Linked DNA regions of Hordeum vulgare: region 2 is linked to region 1. Evidence: chromatin contacts called from public Hi-C data. All regions are on one chromosome and are shown on one strand. The core of a region is the stretch at or near the end of the contact, and the rest is flanking DNA. Distances in the headings are between cores, read along the strand shown.

The links. A called contact is a pair of places that touch in the nucleus more often than the background predicts.
Region 2: a contact with region 1 is called in a Hi-C map of leaf, with 4 times the contacts expected there. The contact joins the promoter of LOC123444965 here to the enhancer-like site in region 1. A contact is called at or near these places in 3 of 6 Hi-C or Micro-C datasets (leaf and seedling) and 1 of 1 datasets of contacts at active chromatin or transcription factors (embryo).

Annotation. Positions count from the first base shown.
Region 1 is chr3H:552,659,774-552,662,473 of MorexV3_pseudomolecules_assembly, forward strand. No RefSeq gene overlaps it. Among protein-coding and RNA genes, the nearest start is that of LOC123444962, 11 kb to the left of the region's middle. Within about 2 kb of position 1,443, at least 2 of the 3 cell types and tissues checked have open chromatin away from gene starts, as enhancers often do. A contact at or near this core is called in leaf and seedling, where this site is marked.
Region 2 is chr3H:552,823,628-552,826,327 of MorexV3_pseudomolecules_assembly, forward strand. It overlaps LOC123444965 (TBC1 domain family member 8B), which reads left to right and starts at 1,424. Exons shown (of 18, transcript XM_045121864.1): 1 at 1,424-1,844; 2 at 2,508-2,577; 3 at 2,668-2,700. The coding sequence starts at 1,801.

The DNA.
Region 1 (2,700 bases), core at 193-2,692:
CATCTGACACATGACCACCGCAGCTGACTCGGAGCGGATGGAGTTGAGAATGGCCAGCTGCTCCGACCACAAATCGACCACCACCGGCTGCTGCGGCGCCGCCTCCTCCTTCGCTGGCGCCCGTGGCTCCTCCTCGAGCTCCTCCCTCATCTCCCCCCTTCTTGAAATCCACCTCCGGTTTCAGAGGTAGCCCCGCTTCCCTTCGGATTCGGACCTACTGAAGGAGGAAGAGACGGTGCTGGATCGTGTAATGCCGGCGACGTGGTGGCATGGCTGACATACTCGAAGAGGGAAGTGCTCGGGAGGCGGTGGAGAGAAGGAGGAGGCGGATGTGCTAGGGCCGGGGCGTCGGCCGGCTTAAATAGTTGGCCCCGACCCCGGAGCGTCGCCACACAACGTTCACATCGCGTCGACGATCGAGACGTCCGTCGGACCGTCGGGTTTCTCGGTGTGTCCGCATGAGGCCAAGCCGTCAGGCCGACGTGGCCGACGTGTCCGAGCACGTTTGGGCTCATTCATATCCGTTTCATATTTGAGCTAGAAATGAAGGATGCCTGTCAACCCGAATGTTTGAGGCCGGTCTGAATCGAATTTTTGTGATCGGACAGTGACCGGTCGGCCCGGATGTTTGAGGAGGATTTGAATGGTGTGGCTCTAGATGCTCTAAGAGATATCTTCGAAGATGGCGGTAAATTTGTCTGCGTTGAGCTAGAACAATCCTTGTTTATGTTTGAGTTGCTGTTACACCAGCAATCGGTGAACCTGTACAGAGAAAAGGAACAGGGGGTTGGTTGCAGGATGTGAGTCATCATTTGGCTATCTGATGTTGCTGACCATTTACGTAAGCGATGACATGTCAATTGACGGACGCTGTACTGAGAATTCCGTACTGAGCATAAGGCAGCGGCGCACACGCTCTTTAGATGGCGTTTTCTCGAGCCCATGCACCTGCTCTTGACAGAAAATGATGTTGTTTCTTTCAGACGATAGAGTAGAATGGAATCCCCTCACGGCCTTTGCCTCAGCATCATCACGAACGCCTGATTGCATCGAAAAGGACTGATGGACGACGTCTTCTTCTTTTTTGCAACTGGGTAAACCTGTCGCGGAAGAAGCAGAAACTCTGCAGTAAACCGGCAAAGTCGTCAAGATCCTTTTTCAGGTAAAAAAAGACACGACATTAACGACAGGCACGACGCCCAAACCCGCACGTTGTCCGCGCTGTTGTGTCGAGACCTGCGAGCACCCGTACACCACCCAACCTATGGCCAACGCACTCGTTCTTATCATCAGTTTTGCCTTGAGAAGAGCCTCTCGCTCTCCGGCGCAGACGGCTCCGACAGGATTATGTTACCTAGTGCGCTCGTTACAGTGACCCATGAGAGCGCTCGGCCTCGGGTCACACCTTCACTTCACCGGGACACAGGCGGTCGAGACCGGCATGCGCTCCACGGCTAGCGACAAGCACGTCCGTCTCCACCTAGCACGCGCTATATATTCCTTTCCTTGTTGCTCATCTGAATTTCATCCCGCTCCACTGGCCGGAGCAGGCGTTTCGGCCAGTGATCGCTTTCTTCATTTCCTCCAGGGCTCCAGCCCAACATCATTTTCGTTTCCTAGTAGTAAACGCCAGTTTTTACCAGGCAGGACTGCTGCACTCGAGCAGTCCACACCAAGCAGAAACACGTTGATAGAAATGAAAAACCCTGGCTTTTTTCTTGTTCGCTCGATCGCGGCAGCTGGCTTTTGCTAGTGGGAAATGGGACTGTGTTCTGATGCGGGGGGGATGCCATGCATAGTCAGCAGCTCCAGGAGCCATGATCATGTGATGATGGCTCCTTAACGACATCAGTGGCCGCGCGTCTCCGTCTCGCTTTGAACGGGATGCAATATGTTGGTTGCTTGATTTTCCCCCGTGGTGGCCGCATCAGAACAACGAGAGCGCACCGGTCTGACAAGACCCTTCCTCCAACGGAATGACGCGGATGTGGCGAGGATCTCGATCCGCTTGTTAGGCCAGCCAGGATAAAGCGCTGATTTGGACGTCGATTCGATCCCTTTGTTTTCTCGAGGGGAGGAGAACGAGGCTGCGCATTGTGCATTGGCCCAATCCTTGCAAATTGCAATGCGCGAGGCACGATTGACGATGGGTGAAGAAGGAAAAACGCGCGAGGTGTGCATGAACGGTGGCTTCATTAGCACCTTTGTTGGTGGTGAAGGGCCATGGCAACGTCAAATCTGGTGGTTTTTTTGCATCATTAGAAAAACGGTTTTGCTAAAAACACGTCTAGATATGAGATAAGTACTATATATTTAAATCATACTAGTATAAATGCCCGTGCTTTGCACCGGGCAAAAAAAAAGACACAACTTGTTTCATGTATAAAAAAACATGTATTCCTCAAAGCATTATTCCCCAAAATATTAGTGAGCAATAAATAAAGTATGTGATTAGCTTAAAAAACCTGCTTCATGTGCCATTGTGCATCATCTTATAATCCCATGTGACAGTTTAGCAGAAACTTTGTTGAAGGTGCAAGGGGTACAAACTATCGGCAACGTGGCGGCGGCGGAGTAAGTACCTCTGGTCGGAATAACTCTATTCCGAAGTGGAAGGAAGTAACACCGACGACAACAGATGTGGCTGCGGCTACCACTGCCAGTTCTACTTTGCCTGCAGAAGCTATTGCACCCAAGTTG
Region 2 (2,700 bases), core at 174-2,673, 160 kb after region 1:
CACCCCAATCCGCGAAAACACATGTTCTCCCCCTCGCCCCGTCGGTGCCATGTATATATCGGGAGCGGTTGGTGGGTGGGACATTTCAGCCCGCGCTTTCCCCCACCCCACCGCCGCCGTCTCTCGCCTTTGATTTCGGCCATATCAGCCGTCGGGATCACGTCGCCGGGCCTCCAGACGCCCGAGATTGACCTCCGCCACTCCCTTGTGTCCCGACTGGCCGAAAAGTTGCAGATCAGCGGCTTGTTTGTCGCGGCCACCGGATTTGGAATTTCCGGCCACCGGCGGCTGCGCCAAGCCATGGATTGATTGAGGAGCATCTATCACAGCCGTGACAAAAACGCGAACGCCGCATGCAGTTACTGGTTCGGCCTCTAGTCGTCGTCGTCGGTTTGCGGGCAAGGACTCTTCCCGCCGTCGCCTGGGCTTGGTGCTCGCGCAGCGGCTCGCCGGCTTGTCGATGCAGCTTATAGAGTGCGACGACTGCACAGAGACAGTGTTGCAGCTCCCATCTAACACGCGGCAACATCTCGGATGGGTATCCTTTAAATGCAATAACGACAGGGCATGTTCTTTCTGTTCGGCTTTGTCAACTTATTTGGTTAAATTTCGGTGGCTTATTGAGGTGTTCATGTGTGTAAGAAGGTGGATGCTAATTTTGTTATTGGGAAGAAGAATACATCGATTTATTGATAGAAAGAAACTTAATAGATGTTCATGCGCTCCTGAATATAATTGAGCCTAATGATGCGGCTGCATGTGCAATTAGAAAAGAAATTAGAGGGGAACGACATCTAATTCTTTAGAATCAAAGTTGAAGAATAAAAAATGTAAGATCAAGAATCCGCAGATCAACAACTAATACATGAAGAAGATGTTGTTCCAACTAGTGGAAGCAGTTATGAAAGTTAGATATCTTATATAAAATACATAATTGTGATTCTTTTTTCTTTGGTCTTACTATTTTAGCAAAGATTTGATTAATTATTATGTATCCAATACCTTTAAAAAAAAGAAACAATAAATATGTTTTCATGCTCGAAATTGAAAGACAAATAACTGATTTGCGAGCCGGCGTGGATGACGGCCAAGCAAACCCCGTAAAACAAACCCTTTTAAAAGGATATCCTTTCATACGAATTCGTTTTACGGGGTCTGTTCGAACATCGCCCACGCCGATGCGTAAAAATACTTTTCCACGAATTATAAAGGATTTTGGTGGATCGATGATATATGGGGTTTTGTTAGATATGCTGTGACAGGGTTCAGACTTATTAGAGAGCACACAGCGACGCGTACAGCCCCCGAGCCGTGGACACGGAGAATCGGGATCTGGGTGCCGCCGAGCCCGCCCAACTCCCCCACGTCACGAAGAACGCACGACACGAGCGCGCGGGCGGGGGTCTCGTCTCCCCAATCTCCATGCCGCGCGTATACCCCCCCAGAAACAAAGAAAGGAAGAAAAACCCACGAAACAAATGGAAAATCGGGTGCCGCTCTCCTCCGAATTCCCAACCCCCCCAATAAGTTACTCCGCAGCTTAGTTCGCACTCCCACGCAGATCAAATCTCACAGCCAGCACAGGAGTAGCTAGCATAGCACTCCAGCAGTATAATCGGATCGGATCACCGCTGCTGCCCCCAACCACCCCTACCCTGAATCGCGCTGCGCTGCACTTCACTCCCCAGCGCCCGCTCGCTCCCCGCACGCTCCGCCCCGCCCCGCCTCGCCGCCGGCCAGCTAGGACAGCGGGAGGGGCGGGGGGTTGGCGGCGGCGGCGGCCCGACGCCGCGGCGCGAGATGAAGGCCAAGAGCCTCCCCTTCATCGCCTTCGAGCACAAGCGGTTCGTCACTTCTGCTGCTCCTGCTGCCGCGAGCCCGCCACGCGCGCATCTCGGCTTCGTGCTGGGTTCTAAGTACTTGGGATGCTTCTCCCGGAGTTTTGGGTGCTCCGGCCGCCGCGCCCGGCTTCCGCACGCGTGCTGTTTACTCGGCCTTTTTTCTGTTCTTTTTCGGGGCAGTTATTTGTCTATTTTCACGCCCGGGGATCTCGATCCGTTGCGCGACATTGGGCCCGAAATTTGGGCAATGCTGCCCCTAGATCTCCGCGTTGCCGACGCGATGGGATAATCCCTCTAGATATAATGTTTGAATTGTCTTCTTTTTATGCTTTGCCTGTCGAAGGATCTGGGTTCTGTATGGACACAGTGCGCCGCACCACCGCAGTCGGAGCTACGCCTCCACTTTTTCTGCATTTGGTGTAAGTCTACTTGGTGCGAAAATGTCCGACTGTTGCTTGCTGGGTATGATTTGTTAGACCAAATTGCAGCGGGCATCACAAGTTTTAGCAAAACCAGGTCGCTGATATGATCGCATGAACGTGGATTGCATTGCACCCAGGCTTTTTGATAGAAGTGATTTGACGTAGTATTGCTGAAGCACCTGATGGTGCGCTTTTAGTGGCATTCCCCCCCTTTCTGTTTCTGATGCCTAGGGGTTTGGAACAGGGACGCCTATGGTTTCGCTGTGCGGCCACAACACTTGCAACGGTACAGAGAGTATGCCAACATCTACCAGGTAGAGACGCCACCCTAGTGATGCCTCCATTTTTACACCGTGTTTCTTTGATCTTACTGAGTTGCATGTGTGGTGGTACTCCATTTGCAGGAGGAGGAAGAGGAGAGGTCTGATAGATGGAAG